3 separate regions of the Gossypium hirsutum genome follow, and regions 2 and 3 are each linked to region 1. Evidence: chromatin contacts called from public Hi-C data. All regions are on one chromosome and are shown on one strand. The core of a region is the stretch at or near the end of the contact, and the rest is flanking DNA. Distances in the headings are between cores, read along the strand shown. Region 1 holds the start of LOC107928109 (3'-5' exoribonuclease 1). Region 2 holds the start of LOC107928025 (dr1-associated corepressor homolog). Region 3 holds the start of LOC107928028 (probable carboxylesterase 15).

Region 1 (4,083 bases), core at 748-3,247:
TTACAAGACTTGAATTTTTAAATTAAAAAACTAAATTCCTTAAAATAAAAATATAAAGTCTAAATTTCAAATGTATAAAAAATACAAAAATGTGTATCATATTTTAAACCATAAAAGATTTATACAAGAATACAAATATGTGTCATTATAACTAGTGATTGGAAGTAAAAAGAAATCAATATATTATATAATAATTTTAATATTTAAATAAAAGGTTTAACATTCCTTCAAATCCCATTGTTTGGTTTATTTTCTAAAACTGTTTACTTTTATATTCATATGTGCAATCAAATCACAAGAATTGGTTAACAATGGTGTATATACCTTTGATTTCCTCATAATTTTTTTTTCGAATTTCGAATTAATCAAATTAAGTTATTTAATATTTTTAAATTAATTTAAATAAGTAGTTCAATTTTTTCAGTTCGAGTCAAGTTAAAATTTATAACTTGAATAATTCGAATTACTCAAATAAAAATTTGATATAAATATCCATCAAGCCCCTGACAGTTTTGAAAACGTGAAAATTGGTACCCTAAAAAAATTCAAAATAATCTTCAAAAATTCATAATTTGTATTAAATTAATTTTTCCAAAATTTTATAATATATAAATTTAAAATTTAAGGTCATTAATGTCTATATATAAATGCTAAATTATAATTTTTTAGGGCATAATGATCAATTTAGCCCTTAAGGTTTAATGTTTTAGTTAATATTTTCATTAAAAAATCAATTCAACTATTTTAAAATTTTAATGATAAAATTTGACTCTTTTTAAAAAGTTAAGGGCTAAAATTAGTTAAAAAAATAATAAGAGCCAAATTAATAAAATATGTAACATTAATGGCTAAATTTTTCGTTATGCCTTTTCTAGAAAAGGGCTAATTGGAAATATAAGTCTCTGAATTTTGGCGAAAAAATTTAATTAAGCTCATCTGTGAAAAGCACATTCAATTAAGCCCGCAAACTCACAAATTGCATAAATTAAGTCCTTTAATCAATGTTTTCCGTCTTTAATTGTTAGAATGCTAATGTGGTCATTAACAACATTGATATGGTACTCCACATCAGCGACAATTGCCAACGTCAACAAAACGAAAATCAAAATGAGTTTATATCTTAAATACAAATAAATTACAGTGTTGTTTATATTTTTCCTACTATAATTCATAATGATCAAGAGATGTTAAAATTAAAATTGTATTTTATGATTAAAACAAAATATTAAGGAAATCGCATATAATATGCGACAACATGCAAAATTAATTAGTTATTAAATTTTAATTTGATAAAAATAAAAAAAAAGAATAAATAAATTATTTATATTTGACAAATAAGTAAATGAGTTGCAAATAATTAAATTCAAAGTTAAATATAATTACATTGCAAATATTAATTAAGAGGATAGACTTATGGTTTAAGGGTAAATTTGGTTGAGGGTTCTATTCTCGTTCTAGGTATGGAACAGTTTAAAAATTTGTGGTTAGTATCTACTCTTTAATGAGCATGATTATTTACTGTGCTCGCTCCTGTAGATACCTTGAGAAATAAAAAAATAAAAAAAATGTAAAATAAAAAGCATTCAAAGGAAAAATTGGTACAAAGTAATATCTCTTAAAAAAATCTTTACATTATTAAGGAAGAAGTTGTAGAGAGGCCTGAAACCCAATATCGGAAGAAAGAACAAACTTTATTAAGTGACTCATTGCGACAATATAAATTTATTATTGATTCAACATAATAAATTAGTTTTCTATGTAATTTCATTTATGTGAAAGGACTAATAGTAAAAATAAAAATAGAAAACATCACTCTAATGAAAGTAAATTTGAGGCTACTAATAACACTATAAAAATATAGAAAAATAAATATAAAATTTCAGTTTAGTAAAAGGACTAATACCAGAATTTAGCCTTTTTTAACCAGTGCAGCAGGCAGCCCACGACCCGATTCGAAATTGAACCGGTTCGAACTCGGCCCATGTACAGATCAAATTTACATAAACTTCTTTTCACCATTGTCTCTCTTTGCTCTCTCTAGCATCAGACAAGGTTAGTCTCTTCTCTACGCTTTTCTTTTTGTTTGAAATCGCTCCATTTTTTGGGTTCTTTTATTTATTTAGTATTATTTATTTTCTATAGGTGAGGGAAAAAACAAGAGGATCTGATGTACTTGCCTGTGGATCTTAATTATAGACAAGATCATGATGGCCCTTGAAAATAAAGGTTATATTTTTATTCTTAAGAATTCTTTTTTTTTTGTTTAAAGTTTGGAACTTTGATCTGCTTTGAGTTGTGGGTTTCTGTTTTTTAGATTGACTATATATGTATAAATTATTTCTGTGGTGTTTTCATTAATGGGGTTTATAACAAATGTGATATTTTTAGCATTGTCTTGATGGGTTTTTTATTTGTATTTTTTAATCTAGTTCTTTTTATTGCTCTGGGTTGCTTCAGTTTTGAGTGTTATTTGAATGATTATAATCGAATTTAGGATCCAATAGATGCCTGATATGTTTCACAGTCGACTGGTTTGAGATATGGCATTTTAAATTTGAAGGCTTTATTGAATTTTTGTTCTGCCATTGATTATATAGCTAATGCCGAATGCGATAAACTGGAAGTATTTATTATACTGTGTTGTCTAAGTAGTATTTTGGATACCTGTGATACCTCGTATTGGATAATGAAGAACTATTGAATAGCTTACTGGCTAAACTGTTTGATAAGGTTGGCGTGTTTGATCCTAAAATGGATGTATAAATTGACTCTTGTTTGTTTATTGGAATGGTTGGAAGAGAATTATGTAAATGTTGCTGGTCAGATTTTGTTCTAAGCTGTCTTTTAAGCAAGCAGTGATTATGCAGACAAGCTTTAGGTGGCTTGTTGGATTATTTCTAGATATTTTGAAATATTTAGCCGGTTATACTCTTTTGAAGCTATTTTGACCTAATTCTTCCTTTTTCTCGTATCCGTATCAGATACATTTTAGACATAGATATGGGGAGATGACTCTCCAAGGACCCTTTAAATACATAGAATAACTCAGAAAAAAATGGCATATACCCATGATGGACGCATACTCGTATCTGACACTCACATGCTAGTTCGAGTAACATAGTTTTCGTGGTACCCTATTTTGTTGCATAGCCTCATTGGCATACACATCCATCACAGTGGAGTTACTCTTTCTGTATTCAATGAGCTGCCTCTTGTGTTTAGATTCCCAAAAGGCTGTTGGAAACACTTTGTGCCTGGAGTACTGATTGAAGTAGATTTTATTGATCCTCTTTTAGCTTAGTTTCACTAGCAATCAAGTGTAAATTTAGGGTTGGTCCTATTGGAAGGTAGCTTTAGCATCTTAAATGGCCTAGCTTTGACTCTTTACTTTTCTTGAATTACTTGTGTCCGACACTTATCTAGACATGGGTATGGAGATATGAGCTTGAAGGATCCTCTAAATGCATGGGGAAACTTAGAAAAAAAATTAACAAGCCTGTGTCAGACACATTTTTATTGACACTCACACCCTAGTCCAAGTAGCATAGTCTAACTTGACTTACGCCCTAGTCCAAATGAATTGTGTAATTGATGTTTAATGTGCTTAAGCTAATGTAAGTATTAAATTTGAGCTAAACGAGAATAAGAGAAATAAAGCCTTGGCATCATACTAGGTATTCATGCCTAGCATAGTGCATCACTGGCATTGTGTTTCCTTCAAACTTTTCAATGATGTTTTGAAACGAGTTATTTGGAGGGTTATCAGAGATTTGTATGAACTGATGAATTTCATGATTTGCATCTGTTATCTTTTCTATTAGAATGCTTTGATATTTTAGTTTGGTATTAGCATTTAGGAAAGCAACTTCATTGCTGATCTTGGGAAAGTTATGGCAGCTTGAATATTGACCTTATGGATATATTTTGGCATCTAAGAAGGTCCTTTTATTGATATGCTTGGTCAATTACTGGCCACTTGAATTTCAGCCTGTGGAGATAGATGGAGATGTTGATGGAGATATTGACCTTGCATCTTCTTAGCCATGTCTTTCACGTTAAAATTAGAAGTTTGATGGAGGAATA
Region 2 (4,083 bases), core at 540-3,039, 150 kb after region 1:
AGGCCACAGATATTGCACGGTACAAAAAGAAAACACTAATTATTCACTTACAAATGCAATGAATTCATGGTCTTTGCTCCCCTCTGAAGAGTAATCTCATACGTATGATCACAAAGGTCTTGTAGAAACAATTCCAATGCTTTTGCTGCAAAGTAACAGAAAGAAGCGTGATCAAGTAATATACATGCATAAAAGAATTATTTCGGCAAATTGTGAAAAGTTATAGCTGCTCACAAACTAAAACGGGCACCGCTAATGCAATCTTCCCGACATCTTCATCTGCTTGCATAATCTTTTTAATGCGAGCCTGAAAAAACAAAAACATTTGAAAGTTTCAGCACCTTATCACATGCATAATTTTTTGAGATAAAAAACGGCTTGAAAGATGCAACGATACGTCGAATTGTGGAACCATAAAACTGTGCATCTTAAGTATAAGCAATCAAATTTATATACTAATATCGGGTTATCCTAATATAAAACAGCAGCACCATGACAAGTAAGAAACCCGACAAGGTTTGTTAAATATAGAGTATATCAAGACAAGAAGATGGGATCTTTGACGCATCAATGTTGTTATCAAATGAGACATCGTGTGACACATGTCATTGTAAGTTGCTGATTTAATACCATCAACTGATCAACATAATGCAAGTTCCAAGTGCCACATGCCAACTCCGGTGTGAGTAGTAGAATGCTGCGAATCTATGTTACTCAAACTTATGTGCAAGTGTCGGATGTGGATACTGTTCGACATAGGTATGTTCAATTTCTTCGAGGTTTCTTTTCTTTTTCCCCATTTCTAACATTGTTGGAAGGTCATATTCTCATACCCATGTCCGGGTATGGGTACTTCAATAAAAGCCAAGAGTCAGAATAACACAAATGCTAAGGATGTCAACACTAAACTAGAACATGAGGACTGAAAAGAAACTAAAGTTCTACAAGTAAGCAAGATATTCAGCAGCCTAAGAATTATCAAATAATAATTGGGAAATTTAACCTCCATAGTTCCATAAAAATCGATCAATTCCGAAGAAACAATAAAAAAAATTTATTAAACCAACCTGGGTTTTCATAGAACAAGGAAAAAACACAAATCAAACAACACCGTCCATGAAAAATCCATATAGTTAAAACAATTATGAACTAATATCCAATAACCCTAAATATTGAACACACAATCAACTATTCTATCGTAAACTAATGATGACCTAGATCGTATAAATCGGAATCGCAACAAGAAAAGGCAATCACAACATCAAAAACTTTAATAATAATAAAAAAGACCCAGATTTCATTTTCCATCGAATCAATCAAAAATCGAATACCCAAATCAAATTAACATCGTATTAAAAAAAAGGAAATTAAACAAATTCAGTGAAAAATAAAAGGAAAAAAAAAAGAAGAAAGAACTTACAGCTGGGAAACGGGTATCGAGCTTCTTCCTCATGATTTGGGTGTCAGATTTGGAACATTAAATTATTAAAATATTAAAAATAAAAAGGGAAAAAAGACAATCGAAATATATATATTTAAAAAAAACAAGTTCAGAAAAAAAATTCGATGTTGTTCTAATAATTTCAAATTATGAAAAAAAATTTAAAAAAATAAAAATCTAACCAAAAGAAAAAACCATTTCAGATCCAAGACTGTTTTTTTTTCTTTTTCTTTTTAGTTCTAAAAAAACCAAAAACATGAACAGAGAAGTCTTTTGTTTCAAAACCGAACACAGGTTCAAGTTTGACAAAAAGAAAATTCCAAAGAAAAAAAAAATAAAGTCAAGTGGATATTGGTTGATAAATTGACAGGTTGGTTAATTTATTTGTTTAAACAGTCGACTTTATTAGTTGATTTAAAGAAGAGAAATGGTTTCGCGACACGTGTGATTACTTTATTTGGCTGTTTTTAATGTTTCATAACTGACAACGATATTTACAGATATTTTTTTTTGCTTATTTATTTATTTATTTTGGATTTTATATAAGATCTTACCTTAGTTATTACACATATATGATTGATGTTTAGAAGATAAATATGAAATGTTATTATCATTTATTTTATTTAAAAATTTAGGTTTATTTATTAACAACGATAAATTCTTTTTATTAAACTTATTGATACCACGTTTTAAAATAAAAAAACTCGCTTAATATTTATATAAAAAATGACATTATAATGTAATTGGATTTAACCGTGTTTAATTTTTAAAAAATTCAAATAAACATTTAAATTAAAATGAAGTATTTAAATTAACTAATGATATTATAAAAGTTTAAATATTAAATTATATTAAAATTAAATTATATATAATAGAATAGACAAAAATAAAAAATTGAAAAATATTTTTCACTATTTTTTATATTATTTAATTAATATTTTTTTTCTTATTTTTGTTAAGTCATGAACAAAGTTTGATGTAAACACATAAATTCATAGATCCATATCTTGATCAGAAAAGAATCAATAGAAAAAGAAAGATTTAGAATTGATCAATAATTTGTTTTTTCAAAACATACGAAAAGGAACAGAAGCTAAAACATAAATCATATATTAATTGAGTCTTCTTAGAGATTTGCTTAAGATTAAGAAAGAGAAATCTTATGTAAATACCACGGAATAAGGTTTGATCTTACTCATAGGATTCCATAAATATTCTCATTCCAAATAAAAGAAAGTTTGAAACAATTGAGTTTTTTTAGAGATTAGATGTAGTTACTAATTCATGAACTGACTTATACAGAATGTGTTGGGGATCGACCTGATTAAGCAACGAACAAGTAAAAATAGCAGAAGAAATTGAGAAATTAAACACATAAATTTAACGTGAAAAAACCCTTCCAAAGAGGATAAAAAACCACAGGCAAAGATAATTTTACTATAATGACAAAAGAACGAACAGTACAAAAGATAGAGATAAAAACTAAACCTTGAAAACTCGAAAACAAATAACCCTCAAAACGTAAACACAAAACTCTCTAAAAGTGTTATGAGTTTTAATTTCTAATAGGTGTATTTTCTAAGGTTGTAAAAGAGCCTATTTATAGGCTAAATTAATAGGTCAAATAATTGTAACACCTCAAACCCAGCCTAGATGTTATGGCCTAATCCGAGAGTGTTGCGAAGAAGGGTTTTGAAACTGTTTTTATTTTGATAAAAACCTTATAAAGTTACTTGTTATAAAATGTCCAAAATTTACAAAACATATTCATTTACTTGTTTACTATCGAAACCGTCGTTTTCGTAAATCGTTTCAACAACAATGCAGGATAGAAAGCAATCAAAACCAAAACCAACAGTTAAAACCATACAGTCTAGAGAGTCCAAAAAAAAACTACAAACTCTCAAATAAATCTAGAATTTTAAAAATACCGAAACTCAAAGGCAGTTTTATCCAATGGTCACAGCGGAGCCTCCATCACACTGACCCGCCTAAGTCCGAGGGTTACCTGTACAGAACAGACAAATAGATGTGAGTTGTCATAAACTCAATGTGTAACCTAACAAAGATAGTCATGGAACATACATAGAATCACATGTACAGACAGATACAGATTTGGACCTAAGTCCTTAACAGATAAAGATATCAGAATCAGATAAACAGAACAGATATACAAAATCCTACCCCCATCCTCTACACACCATATCTGACTATCCCATCATACTATGTGGGGTTAAAAACACCTACCTATCCCTACACACCATATAGTGTTGATGTGACACATAACAGAATAATATGCAATCAAGCTGCCAGAATATAGGCGAAAGGTCGCTGTACAGATCACTTCCTCCACATATACAAATCCTACCCCAAACACAGATACAAATTATAGAATTAACAGAATTATCATGCTTATCATGCTCGTATACAGATAACATATATACTCAAATAGAACAGTTAGAAATACATATTAGTTTTCTACACAGATTAGACTATCAGACTATCAAATCACATGAAAAAGGGTTTGGTTAGCCCTTACCGACCCTACAGTAGACCCACAGTCAATCGGAACGACCTGTGCGACCTTAAGAAAAATTTTCAGAATTTTGGGCCCACATAAACTTATGAGCCCATATATCCAA
Region 3 (4,083 bases), core at 1,012-3,511, 130 kb after region 1:
CGTTTGTGGAGTCTAACTCGGTGAGAAATATGCACTCTCTTCAACAATTACAAAGTGAACCTACTCTATCACACACCCCTGATAATTTCTTTTATCCTTGTACTTTGAAGACACAATATCCTCACCACTAAATTCACCGCTAGTGAATTCAGCAAACAAAATTACAACACAAAATTTTACCATCAAAATGGCACTCTTGCAATAATACTCTCACCTCACCTTTGTACTTTAAAATATCTTTTTCTTAACAGTGAAACAGTAGATCTCATACTTTAAAACATTAGTATATTGATTATAATTATAATCATAATTATAGTTGGTGATGCTATTCTTTTAATGAATTATATATAATTATGATTTATAAATTTATGTCAACATCATATAATTACTTATTAATATATTAATTGTAATAAAAAGTAAGACTTGTAATACTTTATCTTAATTTTATAGAAATCGAGACTAAAAAAATACTAAAAGAACTAAACTTGTTAAGAAAACAAATCGTATATAACAAGGACAATTTAATTAAACGTGCTTCTAGACTATTGATATAGAGTAGCAAGATAAGGAGGAGCGAAGAGAAGATCAATGTGGTGCAATGGAGACTAATTTACCTATAAAGATCGAGAGTTGAAACAAGGATAAGATGACAGACTGACTAAGAGGATAAGTGCTTAGAGTAACTTCAGGGTTCTAAATAGGTTGATCTCTTGTTCATAGTTTTCCAATGTATTTATATGAAATGTCACCTCATCACCTCATCCACTGGTATGATATAATTAGATAAATATCTAATTTCGTTAAATGTGTAAATAGATAATCATAAACAATTATATTGAAATCCTATCAATATGACATAGTTAAAGTCAAATAGACTTGTTGTATTGAAAATATATTTACATCAGCTTGAGTGGTAGATCTCATTTGAAGTGTGACGGGTAGCTTAGCAAATCAAAAACAACTAAACGGGGAATCACGGTGTACAATGAGACAAATATAGTAGCAAAATGGCAATATGTGGAGAGAAGACCCCAAGAGCAAGTTCACGTTCTAAAGGCATTCAAAAAGAGTGGACCCTCCACTATCTAAAGTAAAAACGCCTGCTTGGAAAAAATGTGTAGTGGAAGTCTTTGGGAGGCCCTACTATATTTTCTTATTTCAATCTTCTTAGAAATTTCATAAATAGATACCCTTTTGGGGAGAAATTAGGAATTCGGTATTAAAGGTTCAAAATAAAATTTTTAAAAATTTAGTACTAAAAGGTAAAAAGTTCATTTTATTAAAAAAAAGACCTTTAATTGAATACCTTATAACTAAATATTAAAGTTAATATTATATCACTTAGACCTAATTTAGGAATGTGTCTCAAAAGTACTTTTGGTACAAAAAAAAATATTTCTTTCAAGTCAAAAATTGACTCAAAATCACTTTTTTAATAAGCTTCTTTTCAATTTTCTTTTTTTCAAAGGTTTTTTTGAGAAATATTTCTAAACTAGGCCTTAATTAAAAGAAAATCAAAATTATTTCTTTTTTATGAAATTTAAAACTTTTACTTGATAATACATAAAATATTAATATTTTTATAATTAGATAACTTTTCTTTCATGTTATTACCTTGCCAATTTCCTTGGACTGAAGGAAGCAGCCCAACAACTTTGGTTGCATGATTAGTCAAACCTCTTTGTCTCCCATTTATTATGTCCAATATTCAGTGCTTTCTTACATGTTTGAAACTGACCATTCAACCTCCAAACTAATATCGGTTTGGTTATGTTACGAAAATATTTATTCTGTTTTATATAATGTTTAAAATTATTTATAATTCCTTTTCAATTCATGCATAAAGAAGTAATGCGTTTCAATGTATTTAAATTTATATTTTTTTTACATTAATAATAATATCCATGTCAATTAAACTAAGACTCAATCGATTATTTATCATATATATATATATTCCATATTAATTATATTTACAATTTAGATCACTTCCAACTAAATTTCTTTGAAGTTTCAACCTCAACAACAGCTTAAATAAACTATTCTTAATTTAACCAATAATAATTAAATAAAAATATAAAAAAATTCATAACTAATTCAACCCTCTATCTTTTTCTTGATTTTTAATTTTTAACTAAAATTAAATTAATTTTTTTATAAATATAAAGTTGAATGGGAAGACTTCACTACAATTTAGTCAAGTCCAATCAAATTGTTTTAACCATATAACACGTTTTTTTGAGTCAAAAAGCAAACCCATTGAAGTTTGGAGCACCAAAAACGCAAATAAATATTTAAAGACGATATTAAATAAGCAGGCGATTTCCTGTTTCGACACCTCCTGTTTTCTTCTATAAAAATGGCACAACCAAGTACATCCTTTACTCATCACTTCCAAGTCTTTAACACCCCTACTTAAACAAAAACCATGATTCAAGAAAAGAAGCTAGTTGAGGAGGTATCTGGTTGGCTAAGAGTCTATGATGATGGCTCAGTCGACCGAACCTGGACTGGTCCCCCTGAGGTCAAGTTCATGGCTGAACCAGTCTCACCCCATGAACAATTCATTGATGGTATAGCCACTCGTGATGTCACCATCGATCAAAATTCAGGCCTCCGGGCTCGAATTTACTTGCCGGAGGAGGAAAATCCCAAGTTTCCGATCATACTTCATTTCCCTGGCGGTGGCTTTTGCATCAGCCAAGCTGATTGGTTCATGTACTATCAGTTTTACAGTAGGTTAGCCAAATCGATTCCAGCTATTGTCGTCTCGGTTTACCTCAGGCTAGCACCGGAGAACAAGCTGCCGGCCGCTTGTGACGATGGCTACGCCGCTCTCCTTTGGCTTAAATCGTTATCTAAAGGTGAGTCAAACGAACCTTGGCTCAACACCCATGGTGATTTCAACCGAGTTTTCCTTATAGGTGATAGCTCAGGAGGGAACATCGTGCATGAAGTAGCTAAACGTAGTGGGTTCATTGATTTGAACCCACTAAGACTCGCTGGTGCTATCCCTATCCACCCAGGGTTCGTTCGGGCTCAACGAAGCAAGTCCGAGTTAGAACAACCCCAGTCACCTTTCTTAACCTTAGACATGGTGGATAAGTTCTTAGCCTTAGCATTGCCCAATGGATGCACCAAGGACCATCCCATTACTTGTCCTATGGGGTCATTTGCCCCACCAATTGACACCCTAAATTTACCACCGCTGATGTATTGTGTAGCTGAGAAAGACTTGATCAAAGACACTGAGATGGAGTACTATGAATTATTGAAAAAAGCCAACAAAGATGTGGAGTTGTTTCATAGCACTGAAATGGGTCATAGCTTTTATCTTAACAAGATTGCCATTGATACTGACCCTGTTACTGCTGCACAAACAAGTGAACTTATTGAAGGAATCAAAGTGTTCATCAATAAGCATGGAAAAAGGTCGTAGTTTTTATTGATGTTGTCAAGCTCTGGTTGCGTGTTGCTTTTCTATACGTATGTCAACATTTTAATAATTATATATTTGATCTTGTGGGTTATTTGAAAAAACGTTTAGCATGCCAACATTGAAAGAAATTTTTTATTTTCCATTCAATAAAATTTTTAAAATTGGATGATCTTCGAATCGATTTAATTGAATAAATTATTAAAAGTCATACAATTTTTTCTTCTTAGCATCGTTATCATAATTGGAAAATAAATTTCATATTTATGTGTTATTATTATTTTTGGTAGATAGAAACATTATTAAGCATTATAGAAATAAACAGAAAATTAAAATCCCATAATATGTTTTTGGATTAATTCTCGCAGGTTTAAGAAATATCTATAGACTAATAAAATTTATACCAACTTCTGTAGTCATGAAATTAATAATTGCATTATAATCTTGAAGAATATAACGGATATAGACTTTATTCTCTTAAGAAGCGTGTCAATAAATTTGACAAATAAAACTAATTCTATCAAAAAAAATTATTATATTCAAATTCAACCTGTCTATATTTCTTTTCCCAAATCAGATCTATAGCATATTTATGTGTTGTTATTATGATGGTGATGCTTAATCATTATTGAATTATTATGATGGTGATG

Evidence for each region. Hi-C and Micro-C count contacts between places; a contact is called where the count stands out from the background.
Region 2: a Hi-C map of leaf shows a contact between it and region 1, with 2.5 times the contacts expected there. The contact joins the promoter of LOC107928025 here to the promoter of LOC107928109 in region 1. A contact is called at or near these places in 7 of 34 Hi-C or Micro-C datasets (callus, hypocotyl, leaf and 1 more).
Region 3: a Hi-C map of leaf shows a contact between it and region 1, with 4 times the contacts expected there. The contact joins the promoter of LOC107928028 here to the promoter of LOC107928109 in region 1. A contact is called at or near these places in 21 of 34 Hi-C or Micro-C datasets (anther, callus, cotyledon and 5 more).

The regions. Positions count from the first base shown.
Region 1 is chrA06:124,143,817-124,147,899 of Gossypium_hirsutum_v2.1, reverse strand. It overlaps LOC107928109 (3'-5' exoribonuclease 1), which reads left to right and starts at 1,997. Exons shown (of 5, transcript XM_016859283.2): 1 at 1,997-2,052; 2 at 2,143-2,226. The coding sequence starts at 2,205.
Region 2 is chrA06:123,993,578-123,997,660 of Gossypium_hirsutum_v2.1, reverse strand. LOC107928025 (dr1-associated corepressor homolog) reads right to left here and starts at 1,789. Exons shown (of 6, transcript XM_041116183.1): 1 at 1,421-1,789; 2 at 235-307; 3 at 52-145. The coding sequence starts at 1,453. LOC107928054 reads right to left here. Exons shown (of 11, transcript XM_016859210.1): 10 at 3,537-3,569; 11 at 3,402-3,449. The coding sequence ends at 3,402.
Region 3 is chrA06:124,015,167-124,019,249 of Gossypium_hirsutum_v2.1, reverse strand. It overlaps LOC107928028 (probable carboxylesterase 15), which reads left to right and starts at 2,261. Exons shown (of 1, transcript XM_016859181.2): 1 at 2,261-3,607. The coding sequence starts at 2,426. The coding sequence ends at 3,436.